Linked DNA regions of Mus musculus: region 1 is linked to region 2. The links are chromatin contacts, called in public HiChIP or PLAC-seq maps. All regions are on one chromosome and are shown on one strand. The core of a region is the stretch at or near the end of the contact, and the rest is flanking DNA. Distances in the headings are between cores, read along the strand shown.

Region 1 (5,530 bases), core at 751-3,250, 310 kb before region 2:
AGGACGAGTGATGTTTTGCCTGGGAACCAGGCGTCCCAGTATCTTAGGTTCCCGGTGCTCCCTTCTTGGGCTCAGCCAAGCAACCATAGTGTTTTCCTTCCTTCCCAGCATCTCCTCAGCCTAGTCTTCCATCTTGACATATCTGTCCACCCCCTCTCCCCTTGTTGCTTAGAGGCTCACTCCTAACCGTTATTCCCCTAATCCGCTTACAATCCCCGTCAGTCAGATTGATTTATTTTTGACCTACATAACCCTGTTTTCCTTTGTTGCTACCGCCAACTCTAAGATTTTACCACAGTCTCAGCAGCCATGGGTTGATGTGGAGTCAGAAGAACTGCGTATTTCTCATTTCAGAACTGGTAAGAATTCTGGTGAGTCTCGTGGGGTTAGGAGGGGGTGCGTCCAGGGGAGTCTCTTTAAGAGGAGACAAATCTCAGGTGTAGTGCCGCAGGCACCTTGAGTAGAACCTTCCAGAAGTGACCTTATTCCACCGAAAAGCCTTACTTGCCTTTTGAAGCCATCTTTACATACACTTCAGCACACATTAAATAACGCCTGTCTCTCCACACAGCTTTGACAAAAGTGTGTGTGTATGGCAGGCAGTATCCGCGTTCTGGGGAAGCCAGAACACTAGGTGTTCAGTTTTCACGTGGCAGAGAGTGACCAATAAAGCCATAAGGACGGAGCGTATTGGCATGAACCTGTGCTTTTCCCGGCCCTAGGACGGCATCGGAAGGATCACCCTCCCGACTGATTTCTAGATTAACAGTGATCCTTTGCGTATTAGTAAGGCAGGTTTACTCGGCCCTCAAGCGGGATTTTGTTTGTATATCAGGGCCAGTCAGCAATGTTTCTTCTGTGACAAGATGGGACGGTTGCTCGTTAGTGATAGCCTGCAAAATGACTTTATTTTTTGTTTAAAAAGAAAAAACCCTTCTCGGTTTCTGCTCATTCACACCTTAGTCCTCTCCTTGTCTCCTTTCCCCCTCTTTCTTCTTCTGAATGAGTCTGCTGCTTTGACTGCATTGTCGTGTCTTAGTATTCCCTAACCGGGCCACTGATGACAGCTGTGTCTGATGAGGCCATTTTTCTGGACTCATAATGGAAATTTTTTTTGTTGAGGGGTGACGTTTGCTGATTTTCTTTTACGTAAGAGTTTTCAGATATTAACCTTTTCGTTGCTTTGGCCTACCTATTGAATTAAAGAACTGCTTTTTGTCTGTTAGTCTTTCTGGATGTAATGAAGGGGATGTGTGGTTATGAAAATTTTGGTTCCTTACCAGATGGGTTTATTTTTGGGATCTGAGATGTAGGAAAGCAGAAACCTTTTAAACCCTTTAAAAAAGCAAAAGGACATATTACAGTGTTTTAAACATTCTGACGTTAGCAGTAGTATCTTGCTTATATTAAGGTCAAACATTATAATGGAAGTTTTATAATGAACTTTGCTTAAGATGAAATTAGGATTTTTGAGACTTAGCTTCTGGGAATAGGATTTTAGAGTTTTCAAAAATGATTTTGAAACATTAGGTGTCCATAGGTAAGAAACAAATTCCCATGTGCTGCTGATCCCCACTAATATTGCTTATGGTTTAGAGTGATAAAGGAAGTTTTTCTTTAGAAAATGGCAAGTCTACAAAGCTGACAAATGCTGTGTAGCTCCTGGTTCGATGGGTTTGTAAAGGCTTCACGAGTAAGATCAACGAGATTGCACTCCAGGTAGGGCTTGTGTAACTGGCAGCCATGCCGAAGAAACCTGCCAAGGTGGGAGACATGAGTCAGGTCCTCCCTTGGCCCTCTCCAAGTCTCCTCTCTGCCCCCCATTTATAGAGCCACACCCGAATTAGTTTTTAGTACAATCACAGTGTGACTTCAGAAGCACGGCCTATTAAAAAGATGGCTTTTGTTTCTTGTTTTCCCAACAACCTCATTTACACATTGTAGAATGTTCTCCCACAGCGAGGTCTAGAAGGATGGTCTGAGAACCGGGTGAGTCATACACTCCAGGGCACACTCTGCAGGGAGACCCCAGTTCTAGTTTCACATTTGCCTGCCCTCCGTGTAGGGTGTGGCTTGATGGTCGGATGGGCTGCTCCCATGCTCTCCTCTGCTCCTGGCGCCCAGTTTCCAGAAGGCCTCAACAGCATTGCTTTACGGCTCACATTTCTCCAATACATCTTCCAGTTAATATTTAATTTTGCCTACTGATTCCAGGGTATGTCAAAATCCTCAGTGAGAAGAGCAACGTAAGCCCAGAAGTGAAGCTGGTCCAGAGACCACACTCGAGGCGTTTATTCAGATGACTGAATTTTAGGACACTGAGCCAAGGACCAAATAGTGTCTCAACACTGAGCGTGGAGTAAGGCAGAGGGGTCCACAGAAGATGACTCGAGTGGACAGGTTTTCATATAAGCCACAGCGACGACAGCTGATCCCTCCAGGGCTAGCCAGGCCCACCCTCCAAGGTGGACGCAGCCGACGTGTGGACAGTCACGGTGTTGAGGCTGTTAGTGGCCTTCTTCAGAAAGCATGTGCTGTAGACTGGAGCTCACATTTAAGAATCATGGCTGAAATGCCACGGCCGCTTCCCTTCATGACAACGTTGGTCCACCAGACTTGAATAATTAGATCTCAACAACAAGGATTGGATTTAGTCTGTGAAATATAAAGTCATCTCTGACTCGCCGGTCACAGCATGGGTTCTTTTAGTTTCTTTGGTTTTGAGAGTTCTGATCACACGAGAACGTATTGGGGTCACAGAATGTGATGTAAATCCACCCAGCAGCGTATTCTGTTAAGAGAGCCAGACGTTCAGTATTTCAGGGTCATTCACCAGTGTTCTTTCTCTCAGTTCCCCTGTCTGTAAAGTTGAACATGTGCAAAGGTTGTGGTTAGCTGGATTAAAATGAAGGCGTGCGTGTGGAGCGCCAGCCGCAGCTCGTCCCGCCTAGTGGGCTGTCGGTGACAGGTGCTGGTTTTCTTGTTGTGCTCTTAATTAGCTTGAATTTCTAGGGTGTCATTTCTTAGGGTGCAGTGAACCAACTCTGAATTCTCCACTCCTGTATTTGTAGCTTTCTTAGACCAAAGTTAGCCACCGTGAAGGGCGGAGTCGGAGGGGTGTTGCTGACTTCCATTCAGGGGTGGGGTGGGGGTTCTCCCAGTTACGGGTTGTGCTCTGTAAGAGGAGAATTCAGTTTTGTGGCATGTTTTTTTTTTTTTTTTTTTTTTTTCTCTATATGGTCAAATGTAGTGACCAAATCAACTCGGAATGTTTTGTTACTAACTTTGAAATTCGTTATTTTCTGTGTAGGGGATGTTGATCTGAATAAATTACTGATTATCTTTTACAAATTTCTAGGGAGGAACCGCTAATCTGTACTCAGCACAATCCTTTCTTTCATAAACGTGGGGAGGAGGCAGCAGCACACAGCCACTTCAGAGGGCAGAGCCAACAGTCGTTATGTAACCTGGGTACATGATAGCCTCTGGCTCTAGGTCCAGGCACCCTGGGGGGCTGTGCTGGGGAGACTTACAGTGAGGTGGTACTGTTTATTGAGCTTGACTATGTAACTTAAAAGGCCTTTAAAGAATCAGCCTCTTGGAGTGGGAGATGAATGTGGGAGGAGTTAAGGGAAGGACTGGGAAGCGAATACGGTCAAAATTAATTGTATGCATCTGTGAACTCTTCAAGGACTTGAAGAATTAGTCTCATCCTCAGCTCTGCACACAGAAGCAAGAAGCATTTGGAGCTCTAAGTTGTTTCCGAAGTTAGTCTCTGTGTGGAGAAGGCTGTCTCCTCTCAAAGACTTCTGCCAGAGCGCCTAAAACACATGCCTATCGATCTTTTGTCCGTAGACCCCTTGAAGGTGGCTCCTGCCGCTAACTGGCACTCATTGTATAGATTCTGGGAGCTCTGTTGGAGAGACACACTGCTCCTGGCTGGTGGGAAGGCCACAGCAGTAGGCAGTTTAGAGATGTCCTTAAGAAGAAGACAGATTCTCAGGCAGCCTGTTTGACCTTGATGTGGCCAGGGATGACGGAGTCCCAAGTCTCCACCTCTCAGATGCTGGTTTGTGTGTGGGTACCAACATGTGTGGTCCTGGGGATCAAATCAAGCTAGGGACTCTGTGCGTTCTGGCAAGTGTTCTGCCAACGGAGCTATATTCCCAGCTGTGAAGATACATTTCTGCTTTAACAACCCTTGATATCTAACACTCCCTCCACCTCCCTACCCCCACACTCACCATCTATAGGGCATCCTGTTATTCTCCCCTCCCCTCCCCTCCCCTCCCCTCCCCTCCCCTCCCCTCCCCTCCCCTCCCCTCCCCTCCCGTCCTTCTTTCATTCTTTCACCAATGCAAACTTTTTATTTGTTTATTTATTTTTTATTTATTATTTTTTTTTTCGAGACAGGGTTTCTCTGTGTAGTCCTGGCTGTCCTGGAACTCACTTTGTAGACCAGGCTGACCTCAAACCCACAGAGATCCACCTGCTTCTGGCTCCTGCTGGGATCAGAGGTATGCACTCAGCAATAGTCTATGACTTAAAAGCCTGTTTTGGTTAGGAGCAGCAATTCACATTTAGAAAGGGAGACTGAGTCCGATCAGGGCTTTAGAGTTGCCCCCATAAAATTAATGTTTGGAAATTGCAGAAACATCTTCACTTGAAGACCAGAAGTCACATTTTTTTGGGGGGTGGTGGTGGTAAAATTCTAGATGTTTTCCAGGCAGTTTAATGTAAAATGTCAAGGTCACAGAAAAGGTTATAGAAAAGTAAATTTGTGTTGTAATTTTCAGGAGGTGATATGAAATGTTGTGTTCATATTTTTATACAATCACAAAACTACAAGGAATAGCCTTATTGTTCTTATCAAACATGATTGTGGATACAAATCAAGAACTCTTAAGTAGAGTTCCCTGTCCCTATGCAAATTAGCCCATAAGTGTACTGGCTAGTTTTGTGTCAACTTGACACAGCTGGAGTTATCACAGAGAAAGGAGCTTCAGTTGGGGAAATGCCTCCATGAAATCCAACTGTAAGGCATTTTCTCAACTAGTGATCAAGGGGGAAAGGCCCCTTGTGGGTGGAACCATCCCTGGCTGGTAGTCTTGGTTCTGTAAGAGAGCAGGCTGAGCAAGCCAGTAAGTAACATTTCTCCATGGCCTCTGCATCAGCTCCTGCTTCCTGACCTGTTTGAGTTCCAGTCCTGACTTCCTTGGTGATGAACAGCAGTATGGAAGTGTAAGCCGAATAAACCCTTTCCTCCCCAACTTGCTGCTTGGGCATGATGTTTGTGCAGGAATAGAAACCCTGACTAAGACAATAAGGAACGATTGAAAGTTAATGTATACAGGAGCAGCCCTGATACCTTTGAGGATTTTTGTTTGTTCGTTTTTTTTTTGGACAAGGAATTGTTTTTAAGACAAAAAGTAGATGGTCTGTGCAGCTAAGAGCTGTTTGACTGGGGACTGACGGACACAGGACACAGGTCACATTTGGGTGGTGAAACTTACTGGTTTTCTTCCTTTTG
Region 2 (5,755 bases), core at 1,090-3,589:
ACAATTACCGGCACCTCTGAAACACAAGCCTAGAGGGTACTGTGAGCATGGCGCTCCTCTTGCTTGGTAGACCGTTTTTTGTGAGCTGCCCCCTCTCCCTGTGCCCTACACTGCCCTCCTCTCTCCCATGGGTGTCCACTTTTATCTGCCTTCCTTCCTTTTGTCTCTCCATAGCTGGAAAGGATTTATTTATTTATTTATTTATTTATTTATTTTCTTTTCCATTTTTTATTAGGTATTTTGCTCATTTACATTTCCAATGCTATACCAAAAGTCCCCCATAGCCACCCACCCCAACTCCCCTACCCACCCACTCCCCCTTTTTGGCCCTGGTGTTCCCCTGTACTGGGGCATATAAAGTTTGCGTGTCCAATGGGCCTCTCTTTCCAGTGATGGCCGACTAGGCCATCTTTTGATACATATGCAGGAAAGGATTTATAATGCCATGTATGTCCTTCTTGTGACCCTCCTTACACCCCATCCCTAAAGAGGAGGTGCTTTTTAACCTATGGGTATTTTTAGGCCTTTCTGGAGCAAAGATGAAACAAGTTGTGTTTGAACCACTAACTGGGGTCAAGGAGAAGTGGGGTGGTGTTCTATAAAAGGTTGACTCTGGCTGATTCTTACATTGAAGAAATGGGGTATCAATGTTGTTCTCTGTGTGTGCATGCGAGATTGTCTGTATGTGCACATTGTATGTGTGTGTATGTTTGCTTGCCTGTGTTTGCATGTCTGTATGTGCACTGTGTGTATGATATGTATGCCCACAGAGGTTAGAGGAAGGCATTGGATCCGGATCCCCTGGAGCTGGAGTAACAGGGGGCTGTGAGCCACCTGATGTGTGTGCTGGGAGCCAGCCCAGGGCCTCTGCAAGAACAGCAAGTGCTCTCAACTGCTGAGCCATTTCTTCAGCACACCACATTTTTTTTTTCAACCTGGAAATGCAGGTTTTCAAGAGTGGCTCTCCATTCTTGGATGTTAGGATGTCCCCAATTTAATAAAAGCAACAGTAGCCTGGTGCAAGTTACAGAAGTTAGGAGGTGGCTATGGCCTGGGAGATACACCTTTACAGAGAATTGTGGTCAATTTGATTCTCAGACTTGCAGAATTCATGATGCAGCGTTGGGGAAATGAGAAGGGGTAACAAGATCTGGGAGGTGAAACAAAGAAGGAAGGACCCAGCCAGTCGCTGTAAGATGTCATTGATAACAGTGAGCCAAGACAGTGGGGGCCTGGGTGGGGGTGGGGGTGGTAAAAGGAGAAGAGCTGCAGGCACTGGACGGCCGGAGGCTGGGGTGGGGCAGCCGTGAGGAGCCTTCTCGGAGTGAAGCAGTGTAGAGAAAGAGAATAGTGTGGCTGAGTACAGCTCAGGGGTGGGATTCCCTTTAATGCTCACCAGAAGAATTAAGGACTAGGGCTTTTCAAAGATCATCTGGGGGCCTCTGGAGAGATGACTCAGTGGTTAATCATGCTTGCTACTCTTCTAGGGGACCCCAGTACAGTTCCAAGAACCTGTGATAGCTCACAACTACATGTAACTCTAGACCAAGGAATCTGGCCTCCAAGGGCACACACAAACACACACACCCATTCATTCTAGTGGACAGATAAATTACAATAAAAATCTTTTTTTAAAAAAATAGGTTTTTGCCTAGGAGGCTGAGGCAGGAGGATTGCTAGGAATCTGAGGTCAGGTTGGACTACAGTGTGAGGTCTGATCTTGGTAAATAAGTAAGATTTTTGGAAGATGCCAAATTGGACTCTTTGAATGTGGTTGGAGGGGCTGAAGAGATGGCTCAGCAGTTAAGACAACTGGCTAGTCTTCTGGTTCAACACCCACATGGCATCTGACAACTGTCTATAACTCTAGTCTCAGAGGACCTGACACCTTTGTCTGTCCTCCACAGGCAATGCATGCACGGGGTGCACAGGCATACATAAAATAAAACCATGATTCCATATGGACCCTGCATCATTTTGGGTCCTGGGGATTCCTGGGAACAAGATTCTCAGTTACGGGCTCTTGAAACAGCTAGAGAATCTGAGGGGAATCGGAGGCGGTGACTGGAAGGATCTTGGGTATATCAGAGTTACTGAGAGAACTGTAGGAGAGGCTCCTGGGAGGCTCAGAAAGTGAACAGGAGCCAGGAGGACTGAGAAGTCGACAACCCAGGCGGGTCGCTCAACTGGAACGTTCTGCTAATCTTATCGCTACACAATGCACACTGTGACCCTGGCTCGGTGTTCTTTGCTATTACTTCCCTGGATGGAGAATACAACCGGCAGCCATAGAACCTGCGCTGTGCAACATTGTTCCCACTTTGTATCAAGGTTCCAAAGCCCTAAGTGGGACGCTTCTAAGGATGACCTTAGGTCACGTGCCTGTTCCCTCACTAGGAGGAATGTGGGGAACAAGTGTTTGCTATTTTTAACTTCCTTAGTGGGAGGTAAAGCCTGCCTCCTGCCAAAAGTCTTGAACTAGGGACTTCCTCCAATAGGAGGTTGTATTGTCTAGCGTTGTGTGGCGGTGCAGCTACCACAGAACCTCGGGAGAGATAAGGCCCAGTGATAAGGATAGCAGACAATTGCCAGCGTCAGGATCCACTATTGTGGACTCTAAATAAGACACGCAAAGGACTCTAAAAGGCCAGGCGCTTACACCCACTGAGATGTGTCTCAGGTCATGTCATTGGCAGGTTTTGAATACTGACTTCACTCTAGGTGCTTAGAAGCCTCTAGAATATTACTGACCTCATAACAGTAAAAACAGAAAGGGACAGAGAACAGGCACTGTAAGTCACACTCCTTTTTTTGAAGTGTCTACTTGGAAGTGATGAGTATAACTTGCTTGCGTTCTACTGCTCAAAATAAACCATATGGCCAGTGTGATTTCTCAAAATAGACCACAATGGCCAGTGTGATTTCGGAGTCACCAGGGAATATCACACCAAGAGGCCACCTGTATTTTGGGTAATAATCAGAGCAGGGCAATTATTATGTTTGTAAAAAAAAAAAAGAATACACATAAGTATGCGTGTGCATGTGTGTATGTATGTGTGCATGTATATGTATTTTTTGTGCACGTGTGTGTGTGTGTGTGTGTGTGTGTGTGTGTACATGTGTCTTGAAACAAGTCTCACTAATCTCAGGCTGATCTCCACTTGAACTCATTATGAGGCTTGAATGCCTGATTCTCATTCTTACCTCTCCAAGTGCTGAGATTACGGACAAGAACCAGCACGCCCAGTGGAATAAGAGTATTTTGCGTAGACTCTATTATAACATAGTCATCATCCAGGAGAGAGGGAGGGTATGCTGGGTGGTGGGATTGAGGGACTCAGAGGCAAGAGATGGATGGTATGTGTGTGTGTGTGTGTGTGTGTGTGTGTGTGTGTGTGTGTGTGTGTGGTGTGAGCTGCAGTTAAAGCAGCTGGCTGCTCGTGGCACTAATTGCTGTGGGTAGGGATAAGAAACAAGAGCGCTAGCCAGCAGGGAATGGCGGCTGTGACACCTTGTGTTCAGGAGAATAAGCTTGGTGGTTATTCTATGGGCAATGAGGCATCACACGGGCATCTAGAATGGGTTACAGGGCTATTTGTGCTTTAGGCAGATCACTCTGGTTGAAGAATGGATTTGAAGGTTATTTATGGAAAGCTCTGTGTTTATTTGAGTGAGAATGACTCCAACAAGCTAATGAGAGAGGAGAGGCAGTAGGTGGCGGGCAGGGTACAGGGGTGACGGCTTCATTCATTCACCGGGGGGCTGGGTGAGAAGGATGGCCAGAGGTTTCTCCAGAGCATCCAGCCTGAGCCATTTAATTTCCATCATCTTCCCACCAAGTGACGTAACTGAATGCCAGCAGCGCCCTGTGTAGCACTCTACAGTCCAAGATCTCGAGCTTCCCCAGATATGTGCACAAAACAAGGCCAAAGGTCTCCAAGAGAATCAGGACAAGCAAATAGCCTGACCGCATCTTCACGCTCAGGGACAGGAGCCAGAAACGAAAGCTCGCTCGCGCTCAGGTGACAAGCTAACCTGGCTTGTCCTCTCACCCTGCCCCCATTCCCTATTTCTTCTTACCTCGTCTGTGGATGTGCAGCGATGTTAATACAAGAAAGACTGAGGCAAGTGTGAATGATAGCAAGCTCTTCCCAGAGCACTTTGCTCCAAGAGTTCTGCAGTCCTCACAGACGTAATGGCACCCTATCTGAGATCCAAGTATTTCTTGATGTGGAAAAATATGTGTCTCAGGGTTTTATTGCTGTGAACAGACACCATGGCCAAGGTAACTCTTTGTTTGTTTGTTTGTTTGTTTTTTCGAGACTGGCTGTCCTGGAACTCACTTTGTAGACCAGGCTGGCCTCGAACTCTGAAATCTGCCTGCCTCTGCCTCCCGAGTGCTGGGATTAAAGGCGTGCACCACCATGCCCAGCTCCAAGGTAACTCTTATAAAGACAACATTTAATTGGGGCTGGCTTACAGGTTCATAAATTTAGTCCAGTATCACCAAGGCAGGAGCATGGCAACATCCAGGCAGGCATGGTGCAGGAGGAGCTGAGAGTTCTACATCTTCATCTGCAGGCCTCTAAGAGAAGACTCACTTCCAGGCAGCTAGGACTAGGGTATTAAAGCCCACACCCACAGTGACACACCTACTCCAACAAGGCCATACCTCCTAATAGTGCCACTTGCTGGCCCAAGAATATACAAACAATCACAATATGTATATGTATAAAATATGTGCTTGCTTCAGCAAAACCCACAGTATTAAACAACAGGAAAAAACCTCCATGTAAAAAATATTCCATACCTTATTAAATTGGGACACACCTATGCTTTCTCTAATGTTCTAAAATAATTGAACGAAAGAACGCTTCTATTATTGCTAAGAAGAAGCAAAACATTAAAGGTATATACTATCATAAAGACAAATTTTATGAAAGTACAGAAGAAACTAGTGCTGAAGCCTGGCTATGATGGGATATGTTTGTAAGCACACTGGGATTAGCTAAGCCAAGAGGATCAAGAATGTGGGGTCGGCCTAGGTTACATAGCAAGCATCTTTCTCTCAAAAGCAAGCAAGCAAACAAACAAACAAAAGCATAGAATAAGTAGGAAGAAATTATACCAAAGAGCTATGATTGGGGTGATTTCTGCTTATTTTAGTGAAGATTTTATGTATGGGTATTTTGCCCCCATGGATGTCTGTATACCACGTGCGTGCAGTGCCAGAGGAGGCCAGAAGAGGGCGCCAGATTTCGGGGAACTGGAGTGACAACGATTTTGCAGGTCCTCTGAAGAGTGCAAGTGCACTTGACAGCTGAGTCATTTCTCCAATTTTTAACAAATTCATAAAAAATTTTTTTCAGGATGTGAGGGAAGGGTCTCTCCCACTGTATCTATCTCCACTTCTTAGATCAACTTTAAGGTGATAAGGTGATCTTGATAGTGCAAGATCGGCTAACCTACACAGTTCGTTTGGACTTCTGGGCCAGTTCCCTTGACAAAGTACAGCATTAACCCTGTGATGCCAGAACGAAGGCTTCAGACTTTAAATCCAGTTTCTGGGCCCTCCAGGAACTGTCTTTTTGTAATTAACAAAAAGACACCAAGCACGGTCTGAGGATGGCTATGGATAATCAGATTCTTAAGAATTGGTTATCATCAGTCAGACCACATGAAAGGGATGGGGGGAGGGGCGGATACTGTATTAAAACCTGCCAACTGCATCAGTGATCAGCAAGACTTCTTTTCA

What was found. HiChIP or PLAC-seq counts read pairs in DNA pulled down with a chosen protein or histone mark.
Region 1: an H3K27ac HiChIP or PLAC-seq map of embryonic stem cells shows a contact between it and region 2, with 7 read pairs. The contact joins two enhancer-like sites. A contact is called at or near these places in 3 of 484 Hi-C or Micro-C datasets (all in embryonic stem cells) and 1 of 115 datasets of contacts at active chromatin or transcription factors (embryonic stem cells).

What each region holds. Positions count from the first base shown.
Region 1 is chr5:73,207,336-73,212,865 of GRCm38.p6, reverse strand. The region is part of intron 2 of Fryl (FRY like transcription coactivator); the gene reads left to right. Among named protein-coding and RNA genes, the nearest start is that of Fryl, 47 kb to the left of the region's middle. Within about 2 kb of position 2,000, at least 72 of the 459 cell types and tissues checked have an H3K27ac peak or open chromatin away from gene starts, as enhancers often do. A contact at or near this core is called in embryonic stem cells, where this site is marked.
Region 2 is chr5:72,893,670-72,899,424 of GRCm38.p6, reverse strand. No RefSeq gene overlaps it. Among named protein-coding and RNA genes, the nearest start is that of Slain2, 18 kb to the left of the region's middle. Within about 2 kb of position 2,339, at least 30 of the 459 cell types and tissues checked have an H3K27ac peak or open chromatin away from gene starts, as enhancers often do. A contact at or near this core is called in embryonic stem cells, where this site is marked.